Linked DNA regions of Bactrocera dorsalis: region 1 is linked to region 2. A link is a contact called in public Hi-C data. All regions are on one chromosome and are shown on one strand. The core of a region is the stretch at or near the end of the contact, and the rest is flanking DNA. Distances in the headings are between cores, read along the strand shown.

Evidence for each region. A called contact is a pair of places that touch in the nucleus more often than the background predicts.
Region 1: a contact with region 2 is called in a Hi-C map of whole body, with 6 times the contacts expected there. The contact joins two enhancer-like sites. A contact is called at or near these places in 2 of 2 Hi-C or Micro-C datasets (both in whole body).

Annotation. Positions count from the first base shown.
Region 1 is chr2:7,397,050-7,403,124 of ASM2337382v1, reverse strand. The region is part of intron 2 of LOC105222614 (protein lap4); the gene reads left to right. Among protein-coding and RNA genes, the nearest start is that of LOC105222614, 6.9 kb to the left of the region's middle. Within about 2 kb of position 3,629, the one cell type or tissue checked has open chromatin away from gene starts, as enhancers often do.
Region 2 is chr2:7,359,984-7,366,092 of ASM2337382v1, reverse strand. It overlaps LOC105222614 (protein lap4), which reads left to right. Exons shown (of 33, transcript XM_049448498.1): 4 at 1,603-1,771; 5 at 2,173-2,418; 6 at 2,550-2,717; 7 at 4,184-4,550; 8 at 5,108-5,159. Among protein-coding and RNA genes, the nearest start is that of LOC105222614, 44 kb to the left of the region's middle. Within about 2 kb of position 4,467, the one cell type or tissue checked has open chromatin away from gene starts, as enhancers often do.

The sequences.
Region 1 (6,075 bases), core at 2,380-4,879, 38 kb before region 2:
GGAAATAAACATGAAATATTCTCACACATATCACCGCAAATACAAGTATCTACTTAAGAGAATGCTTGGAGACACGCGAAAATGGGAGCTTTTAATTAAGAACGCTAGCGAGCTAGCGAACTGCTGCTGTTTTATATCTTTTCAGGGTTTTATAAAGCTTTTATTACGCTCATACTAGTTAATCAACATGAAAAATGCTGTACGAAATATCATTAATTGCACACAAGAATTTTTGAGTTCGGAGTGTGAGCATTTATGAATTTCTGCAGCCTCTAAGCCGGCTCCAACATTTACGTGTTTATGGTTTCCTAATCGAGTAGTGACATCATTGTATGGCGTTACTTAACAAATATTTTGCTTACGATTCACAAACGTTAAGCACCAGTTTCGTGTGGTGGGTAAAAAACAGTAGATGAGAGCCTACACTTAGGCGAACAAGTGTGCGTTGTTGTTGTTGATACAGCAGGTCTATAGCGTGAGAGATATTCATATTCGAATAGGTGTACATATTTTATTAATCTTTTTCAATGATCTTTGGTTTTTTTTTCAAAACTAGTTTTCAACGACAAATAGTCGCGCAATTTATTTGTATACAGTGAGTCACAAAAGTTTACGTAAAAAAAATAAAGATAAATTCAACAACTGCAAATAAATATTAAGCCATTTACAAAAATAAAAAATAACGTAAGAACACAAGTTCATTAATTTTAATTTTTAAATGTCTGTTTCTAATATTCTTTTTAATTTTTCATTCCTTTTTCCAGTTTTATTGTGATTAATTTGCTATTTTATATTTCAGTCGATATCTGTGTTTATAAACTTGTTTTGCTATACTTTTGTATACATTTGTGTAACACTGTGCGCTTTTCAGTTGTTTGTGTGAATTATATGGGCAATTTTCTATTACTCCAATCTATTTTCAGCTTTCTTGTTAAAAGCAAACAAAATTAAATTAAAACCGGTTGTGGAATAATAAATTTGATTTAATACTCCTCTAATATAGAATATAAATACAGAGGCATTTTTCTGTCATTTATAGAAATTTGATTTGCGTTTGTCGCTTCACATTCTCTTTGGACGGTAGCAAGCTTTCGATTACACTTATTTCTTTGAGATCACTAGACTTATAAATTTATCCAATTTTTTTGACACAATCGCTACTTACTTGGTTTCCATTATTGAAATTTAAAAGCATTTTTTCTACCATTTCATTTTTGAAGTGATCATCCGATATAAGATAATAGCGGTTTTCGATTCGCTGTTTCTTTGTGCCGTTCTACACAAAATTTACATGTTAAAACAACAGGGTGATCGAGTTGAATTAATACAAGATAGTATGGGGAAATGCCATTAAGGTGAGAGATGGCGCGAAAGGGTAGAAAAATATGAGAAAATAGGGCCAATTAAACTAACTAATTCACAAATATGTATATAAATTCCTTGAAAAGAACTTGATTTTCATCAATCGATTTGTATAGCAGCTATAGGTTATAGTGGTTCGTTTTGAACAATTAGTTTCAAGATTGTACCGGTACTTTAAAAAATAACCCATTCCAAATTTCTTGATATCTTGTCAAATAAAAAAGTTTTCCATACAAGCACTTGATTCCGATCGTCCAGTGAAGCATGATAGCTCTATGGTGTAGTTGCTGAATCGAAAAATTTCTTCGGATATTGCCTTAGAAATTAACCTATAACAATTTTTGTAAAGATATCTTGTCATATAAAAAAGGTTTCCACATAAGAAGTTAATTTTAATAGGTCAGTGTATATGGCAGCTATAAAAAATGGTGTTCCAACAAATAACGGGTTTTTGGATGAGAGCGTTACAAAAGTTGAATGCTCCTAGGAGGCGGTTCCGCTCAAAGCAGGTGATTGCAAGGATGATTTCTGCTAAAGCTCCAACATCTTACGTGTTTATGCTGATTGGAGAGTAGTTCTGTCATGGTCCGGAGTGCAGTGTTTTAACAAGTGTGGAGCTTCATCGTCTGCGTTTCACTGTATCCAGGCGACCATATTGGTGCGGCATTTTTTTGTCCTTTCCCCACGTGCTGCCGGCTAGCGACTTAAGGATTTTGTTGCGGTTCTGTACTTTGGCAATAATCGCGGTCGTATGAGGAGTGAATGAGCACAAACTGTCAAGTCATTTAAAATTTTAGCATTAATCAAGTCTGAATTCCTTCGTCCAGTTTGTAAATATGGTCGCTGTGGATTTAGCGGGGGAGAGTATTAAGTTCCTTGCAGTAAGGAAGCGAAAGTTTGGAGAGATAGCCGTTTACTTTTGAACACATGCCATCGATTCCATTGCCCGACGTCAATATCGTGTAATCATCAGCGTACGAGGTGATAGAAACTCCTTTCTTTTCCATAGTTCGTACAATGAATTCTTGTTGATAGGCGACATCTTCTAAATACAGTGTGTTCTCAGTATTCATTAATGATACCTCGATAGAAATACCTTACATCTAGTGAATTGTGGTATGCATATATTGCCTCGCAGAGGGTCCGGTAATATATATCTAGGAGCTTTGGGCAATCGCAAAGGACTACAGCTGCCGGATGACCAAATAATATATTGCTTTACCTTTGTTGCGAAGATCAATACCATGACCTAACACAACCTAGTGAAACCTTGGTAGTTTGCTATTATACCATATGTCAATAACAGTTCTGATAAGCATAAATCTTTATGCACAAATAAGTAACTAATTATACTATTTTTATAGAAGTTATTATGCCCAGGCAACGACCGAACTTTGGTGTCTATAAGTCAGATCAAAACGACAGTTTAATGGGTTAGGTTAGGTTAATCTCGTAGGCCAATGAGACAAGCATAGACCCGTTTGGTCCTTTGCGAAACCAAATGGAGTTCAATGAGGAGTAATCATCCTTTAGAATGCCTGCGATTGACGCGAATTTTAACAGCATTTTGCTGTCCAACACTACCGCAATCTACTTGTTGCGGTCCTTGAAAGAATTGTGTCCTATTAGTCGTATTAAATTGAGGATGCAACAGGTTAATAATTAGACAGGTTTTGCAGTGTAAAACACACATCATTAATAATAGTTTAGTGAAGGATATTTAATTAATTTTTTACAGTTATTATATTATTATTATTATTATTTTTAAATAAAAATTCCCTTGATTTCATAGTAAAAAGCTTCAATTTTCATAATATACTGACTATGTGCCAATATTGCTTTAGTTTCACTGGTGTGCGTTTGCCTTTTAAGGATTTACTCAAATACACAGATACACACATACATAGGTGCACACATATGTACGCGTATGTAGCTTAATGCACTTGGTATTAAACGCTTACTGAGTGAATTAGTAATGTGCGAGTGAGTAAATCAGGTACGAGAATGCATGGGCATGCAAGCACACAGCCCTCACAACTGTATATATTTACACATATATGTATGTATGTATGTAGGCATAGTACGATATATGCATCCATATGTGTAGATAGGCGCTTGAGCTTGCGAGTATTTATCTATGCTCTTGTATTATCACTGGTCATATTACCCTTTCGCTGCAAATATTGCACTGTGGCCATGTATTGCTTTTCATGTTCTCCCATTTGCGTGCAACGTCGTCGTCGTCATCTCGTCGTCGTCATGCCCGGGTTGCTGCTGTTGAAAACGATTGTGCCTGTCTGTTGTCGTCGGTTGCATTGCATGCCATGTTGTTGATGTTATTCGCCGTCGATTGTTGTGACTAGTGGTTGCTGTTGCTGTTGGTGCATGTGTTTGTTGTTGCGCGTCGCCTGTTGCACTAGCATGCCAGCAAGGACGGCCTGGGGTTGCGATACGTTCGCTGTGATTCACTTTTGAGCTTTGTTTACACGATGCGCTTCGAAAGGTGCTTTGTGAAGGGCGATGCTGATTATTTTGAGTAATTTTATCGATGCAAATGTAGGGTGTGAACGCAGCAAAACTATATATGAGAGCAAAAAATTTGATTTTTAAATATGAAATGTTTTGATAGTAATGTAAATGAGAGATAAGATTTTAGAACATGTTCTTTTTTACTTATAATCTGTTTTTTTTTTCATTTGATCCAACTGGTATTCTCGAGCTCCTAATCCAGCTGGTCGCGGTTCTTGAAGTTCGCGCACAATTTCCCTCAATTTGGCGTCACTTTAGTCGGTCTTTAGAAGTCTATGCGGACAGCAGCAGTTAAAATGAACGCTCTAGTGGGCATGCGAGTCGGTTAGACAGAACCCCATGCGCGCATTCAACTTGGTCCGGCTTTGCTTTTGAATGTTGTCGCACTGCAATCCAACTGCGGTCATATTAACAACGACAACCACAATTGTGGCCGCAGAAATATTTTTGTTATTGACAGAGTTACGAGTGCAGTTATTGCCATAGCGCGAGAGCGGCGTCATCGTCATACATATAATACATACATATAGGGTGATTTTTTAAGAGCTTGATAACTTTTTAAAAAAAAAAAAACGCATAAAATTTGCAAAATCTCATCGGTTCTTTATTTGAAACGTTAGATTGGTTCATGACATTTACTTTTTGAAGATAATTTCATTTAAATGTTGACCGCGGCTGCGTCTTAGGTGGTCCATTCGGAAAGTCCAATTTTGGGCAACTTTTTCGAGCATTTCGGCCGGAATAGCCCGAATTTCTTCGGAAATGTTGTCTTCCAAAGCTGGAATAGTTGCTGGCTTATTTCTGTAGACTTTAGACTTGACGTAGCCCCACAAAAAATAGTCTAAAGGCGTTAAATCGCATGATCTTGGTGGCCAACTTACGGGTCCATTTCTTGAGATGAATTGTTGTCCGAAGTTTTCCCTCAAAATGGCCATAGAATCGCGAGCTGTGTGGCATGTAGCGCCATCTTGTTGAAACCACATGTCAACCAAGTTCAGTTCTTCCATTTTTGGCAACAAAAAGTTTGTTAGCATCGAACGATAGCGATCGCCATTCACCGTAACGTTGCGTCCAACAGCATCTTTGAAAAAATACGGTCCAATGATTCCACCAGCGTACAAACCACACCAAACAGTGCATTTTTCGGGATGCATGGGCAGTTCTTGAACGGCTTCTGGTTGCTCTTCACCCCAAATGCGGCAATTTTGCTTATTTACGTAGCCATTCAACCAGAAATGAGCCTCATCGCTGAACAAAATTTGTCGATAAACACATTTCGAACCGAACACTGATTTTGGTAATAAAATTCAATGATTTGCAAGCGTTGCTCGTTAGTAAGTCTATTCATGATGAAATGTCAAAGCATACTGAGCATCTTTCTCTTTGACACCATGTCTGAAATCCCACGTGATCTGTCAAATACTAATGCATGAAAATCCTAACCTCAAAAAAATCACCCGTTACATACGCTCCAGTGGTATCCCCTCTGTTCAGGTTGCAGTATGCAATCAGTAAATTCTTGGCTGAAATCGTTTATGGCCTTTCGTATCATCAATACAACGCCGCTCTATTAGCGTACCATTGCCCCTGCCTGCCGTCGTTGTTACCATTCTACATATGTACATACAGACATACGTGTGCACCATTTTAGCAGTCCATTGACTACCTGTCTGCCTGACGAGGCTGGGAGATGTTTAGCGACTTGCTGCTGTGAGTTTCTGTTCGCCGGTTAAAAATAGATACAATAGCAAAAATGGTTAAATGTTGGGTTGGCTAGCTACAATGGCTGACTCGCGACGACGCCTCTTTCGCTTTGAATGGGTTGGTGCAGCGGCTCACTCGTGTGTGCACGAAACTTTCAACTGTATATGTTCGTGTTTGCGTATGTTTGTGTGATAGGTGAACTGTGTGGTACTTCACACTCGACACTTCGATATCCAACACCCAGCTAGCTGGTCTGTGTCGGTATGCATGCCGTTTTAACCCACTCTCCTTTCTAGATTTTCTTGTTATTGTTGAGCTAGCTACAGTTGCATTTAATAGCAATGGTAGGATTGAAACGTGTGGCGTCATAAGCCGGCCGGTGAACTCATAGGAATCTAGGCACATAAGTATTGGCATGTTATGTCATAGCTCTTTGCGGAGTAAGATTTGCGCTTTTCAGTGTTATGTTTCAGAATTATA
Region 2 (6,109 bases), core at 3,218-5,717:
ATAACCATTCATAAGCCTCTCCTGAGGCGAACAAAATCATATCATAGTCATAGAATGGAACAGGTAATAATCACTTTGAGGCAGCTCCCGACCGTGTAAGCGGTTATAGCCGAGTTTACAACAGTCAGTCGTTCTTTCTTTTCGCTGTTTGGCGCTAATTTGAGATTCTGATTGTAGCCAGGTCCTTCTCCACCTGCTATTTCCAACGGAGTGGAGGTCTTCCTCTTCCTCTGCTTCCCCCGGCGGGTACTGCGTCGAATACTTTCAAAGCTAGAGTGTTTTCATCTATTCGGACGACATGGTCTAGTCAGAGTAGCCGTTGTCTCTAAATTCGCTGAACTATATCAGCGTCGATCAGAGCTCATCATTTCTTCGACTGCGGTATTCGTCGTTGCCAATGCGCAAAAGACCATAGATTTTCTGCAAAACCTTTTCTCGAAAACTTTTAACGTCGACTTATCTGACGTTGCTATCGTCCATACCTCTGCACCATATAGCAAGACAGCAATAATGAGGGACTTAAAGGTTTGAGTATTTTTTCGTCGAGAGCGGTCTTTACTTCTCAATTGCCTACTCAGACCGAAGTAGCACCTGTTGGCAAAAGTTATTCTGCGTTCGATTTCGAGGCTCAAGTTCGTCTCCTATTGGCCAGATCTGGCCTTTTCTGAGCGACTGCTTTCTTTGGACGGTCTAAATGTTGTCGGTGCAGATCCGTATAAAGAGTTTGGCCGTAGGAAACCAATTCATTATAAATGATTCCCCGCCAATCATACCAAACAGATAGCGAAACTTTCCTGTCGCCGGCTCACCTCGATTTGAACGTTTGCTGACGCTTCTTTTCATCACCGCTAACAATCCGCTTCAGAACTGGATCGATCTTCTTTCGATTCAGCTGCGATTCGCGGATGGTAATTGGAAATGAAAGGTTTTTTTCAATAACTCGTGTAGCACCCGTACATAGAACTTACCAGATGGACGAACTCGAAGACTTCCGTTCTTTCATATTAAAATTACTGGGATGGAATAGAAGAAACCAAAATATAGACGTTATTCACATTTTCCGCCGCCAAAGCCTGATTATTGGATGCTGTCAAAATTGTGTAAAAATCGATAAATATTTACCATATTATCGGAACTTTGTTGTGATTTTCCCCCTTACATAATCTAGTTATGTGCTTACATATTTACATACATATTTATCAATATCTTTGTATGTCCACATGACATGGTGTTTGGTCACATTATTACCATCGTTTCTTGTACACACAAGCACTTCTAAATGCGTTGGTATAAAAATAGAAATTTTCGGCAGCGATACTGAATTTAGCAAAATTATTCAGTGAGGTAAGCTAAATGGTTTACATCCGCGTGCATGTGTCCTTTGTGGGCTACATAGCATAGACATGTGCGGAAATATTAAAGTGGGAACCAAATACCAAATAAAAAAGTCAATCCTTAGCTTAAAGTGTATGAGAATTAAAGAAGAAGACATGCCTTTACAAAATTAAATATTTAATAATACTATAATTTCATTGAATTATATAAAATTATCAATTAATTTTGATTATTAATGTTTATCATTTTCTTTTCTGTCTTTTACAGATATTCCAGACATTCCTGATGACATTAAACACCTACAAAACCTGCAAGTTGCTGATTTCAGCTCAAATCCGATTCCAAAACTACCAGCAGGGTTTTCTCAACTCAAAAATTTAACAGTTTTAGGCTTAAATGATATGTCACTTACCACATTACCAGTTGATTTCGGAAGGTAAGATTTCTTTAAATGTTCAAGCTCATTAAAGTTGTTATTTTGTCTCTCCAAATAATATATTAAATTAAACACAAAGTTGATTGTTATCGATAACCATTGACGGGTATTGATACTAATTGACATTGACATAGTAATCGAGTACTTCATCGATTTGAAGATATATTTCGATTACTATACTGACATGTATTTTTGATTACTATAAACAAAATTGTAAACATGAAACATTATTAACCGTTAGATAAGATTAAACTTCAGATTTATTGAACACTTAAGTAATAAAACGGAATACTCAAATTATAATAGCACAGTTTTCGACTGTAAATTATGATTATTTTTTTGTTCGAATTTCGATTACACCTTGATTGTAATTCTCATTTATATTTCTGTTTCAATTCCAGCTTAACACAATTGGAATCATTGGAGCTGCGCGAGAATCTATTAAAACATCTGCCTGAATCGATACGACAACTGACGAAGCTTAAAAGATTAGATTTGGGCGACAATGAAATTGAAGAACTGCCACCTTATTTGGGCTACTTGCCCGGTCTGCACGAGCTCTGGCTCGATCACAATCAGTTAGAGAGGCTGCCACCTGAAATTGGGCTACTAACCAATTTGACATATCTTGACGTTTCCGAAAACAGGTAAGTTTCGTTCATTGATTGCTGGATTGTTTGAACTTCCTATTCTGTTTGTATATATTTATGTTTGCGTCATTACTTTTGTATAAATATTTTTTAATATTTATAAAACTTTTGTATTTTCTGTTTTGCAGGCTGGAAAAATTACCAAATGAAATCGGTGGTCTCGTGAATTTAACTGATTTAGATCTGGCGCAAAATTTACTTGAGACGCTGCCCGATGGTGTCGCCAAATTAAGTAGACTGACAATTCTAAAACTAGATCAGAATCGTCTACAGAAGCTGAATCCAACTATAGGATGGTAAGTACACTCAAAAAATACGTATATTTGTCATATTTGTGGACCGTCGTCGTGCGTTCGCTTTTTATTATTTATTAACGGTGTCGCCGCGGAGTTTTATGGATCTATGGCTCGCCATTAAACTATTCAAATCTATCACCTATTAAATGTTGAATCTAGTTTATGATTTCTTCTTCTTCTTTATTGACGTAGAAGCCGCTTACGAGGTTCTAGCTCCCTTGGTTTTTTATCCGAGGCTGTTTTCTACATTACATTGGGGGTGTTTTTTACGGCGGGTCCCGAACCCAACGCACAACTCTGGGAAGAGATGTTTCGTCTTCTCACTTTTGCTCGCCTTCAAACGGGTGTTTTTTGGCTATCTAGAGGATACTTGGTTTAAGACCGGAGTCGTGAGCTTGCTTGCGTTTCGGGCCACTCCTAAGTGAATAGCGCTCAGAGAACTTTTCTCGCTTGCGTGAACTTCTACACATGACCTAATCCTCCTTTAATAAGTTGACTCCGTCTGTCTATCTGTATATACACTCAATAGTTTCTCAGTTTTCGAGATGTCGATCTGCAATTGTGCACTTGTCCTTTTCTTCCCAAGAAGCTGCACATTTGTCGAAACCAACTATTTCGGACTTTTATACAAACGGATCCATCGAACTCAAGTCCCCGCATGGAAAACTTTTTTATTTGACGACATATCTTCACGAAATTCACCACAGATTATTGTACAGAAAAGTGGTGCAAGAAATTTCTCAAATTGAACTACCACAGCCTATAGCTGTAAACCGATCTATTAAACTCAAGTCCCTGTATAGAAAATTTTTTTGTTTGTCAAAGGATTTCCACGAAATTCGGCAGAGATTATTCTCCAATGTAGCGCTAAAATCTCTGAGAAATTTGTTCAGATCAGACTACTGTAGCATATAGCTGCCATACAAACTGATCGATTCAAATCAAGATAAGCGTGCTTTTATAAATTTTTAGTCTATAAAAGTGCACTCATGGAGGGTATTATAGCGCCGATGCAGTTGAACTTAACTTTTTTTCTTTCTTTTCCCATGAAATGCAAAATTAATCACCGCTGGTTGATTTATGTAAATAAAAATTCAACCAAAAGGCGAATATAATCGAAAGCGATCTTGGCATTATTCAGTATTTGTGTGATTATTATACTACGCAGCCATAAATATTAGGCTTTGCAATTTCAATTTCACCCTTGTTTTGCTAAAATGCAATGTGAATGTACATATGTATAAGTACCCGTATGTAGCTCCTTAGGTACGTCAGTGGCTGACGTCACCTTGATGATTTGCCGTCTGCTGCGGGGTTTCGTGGTTGACTAACCGCACTTGTTGTGATCTATTTCCCGCTATGCATGCACATACATTTCTATACTTACATATATACATTTAAATTTATAACATTACACTATTATTGCACTATTTATAAACCCATCGGCCTTACCTTATCTCTTCCAGTTGTGAAAGCATGCAAGAGCTGATATTGACCGAAAACTTCTTATCAGAGCTACCCGTATCGATTGGGCAAATGACTAAATTGAGCAACCTGAACGTGGATCGCAACGCATTGGAATACCTACCGGCCGAGATAGGGAATTGTGCAAATTTGGGCGTTTTGAGTTTGCGCGATAACAAATTAAAGCGACTGCCGCCAGAGTTGGGCAACTGTACGGTGTTGCATGTGCTGGACGTGTCGGGCAATCAGCTGCAGTACTTGCCATACACTTTGGTTAATTTGCAGCTGAAAGCTGTTTGGTTATCGGAAAATCAGGCACAGCCGCTGCTAACGTTCCAGCCGGACACAGATGAGGCAACAGGTGAACAGGTGAGTGTACCGGCGCGTATGCGCGCTCTAAGCCAAAGTACACAAGCACAGCAGAGTGATGGATAAGTGGCGCTTTTTATACAGATAAATTTATATATACATATGTACGTGATATATGTATATACATATATGTATTTGTGTTTGTTTGTATCTCTACTTGTTAAGCGGTTGGGTTTGTTGTGCAATGGGGGAAGCACGCCGCAGGAAGTGTGCGCTGATTACGTTTTATTTTGTTGCTGCATGCGCGTGCCAAACGTAATTACGTGAAGTAGTTACGCCTTGTCGCTGCCAGCGGCGCTTTCGTTGCAACCTCATTACCCATAGCGTCGGCATACTGCGCACACAAACATACCGACGCTGTGTTTGCATGTAAATATTTCTTAATATTTACACTTTACATATTTTCTGCTTTGTTTTCATTTTTGATTTGGCTTGTGTATTGCGGCTTGGAGTTCTAAATAACCCGTTTTTCGCATTTATAAATGAGTAACTAATAATTGTGTGTTTTGTTTGTTTTCATTTTCGTCTCTTCTACCCCCTTGATTGCTGCTGCTTAGGTTTTGACATGCTTCCTACTGCCACAACAAGAATACCAGCCGATAACGCCAGGTGAGTTTCCAATCGTATTTTATGGTTTGTTTACAAATGGTTATAGTATTAAAATACTTTTACGAAATTATTATTGCTTAAGCGCTTTGGAAAATTTTTGATTATGTGCGCGAAAATTTTTCTTCGAATAAACATATCTTTTTGTCCGGTTGGGGTGGGCTAGTCGCTGTGTGTGATGACGTGAGCTCTCAGCAAATTAGCTATGCTGCTGTGTTAGCGTTTGTTTCGTTCTATTGTCAGCAATGATTGAATCGTACAGGTTTTCGCATTGGCATTTGCCGCCGTCCTGCGCGCGCTTACCGTTATCTATGTTTTAAGGTTTTTGTTTACCGCATTTTTAACCTGTTTTATTGCGTTGTCAAGAATAGGCAACAGTGGTATGGCACTGTTGTTTTTGTACAGGTGTACAAACACACACACGCACACAAACGCGATAACACTACATCGATATCCACCATATCTATGATGATAACACAACCAAGTTAAGCAATCTAATTATTTGCGCCTCACTAAAGATATGAAATAAGCGAAATTTTCGTAAGCACAAACGCACGGAATTATGTACAAACATTGGCATGTTTATTATATAAGTTATTAATATAATTTGTAAAATTACACAAACAAGCAGCGCTTATATTTAGCGGTATTATATAAGATTTTATAAATTTACGGTCGTGTAGCTTTTGGTTTTGGGTATTTTTTTTTTTTGTAATTTGGCGGTCTTAAATGAAATTCATTATATACACGTGGCAACGCCACAACAAAAATTGTATGTACTATAAAGTTGTCTCGTATTATTACTGTAATATTTCCGAATAATTTTTTTTCGAAATTTTTTTTTCAATTGTTCAATTCACAACCTGTCGTAAAGCATCGTAAAATCGTAAAATTATAAATTTTTACACTTGTTTTTTTTCAAAAATTTTGTTTTCCAAAATTTTTGTTTTCCA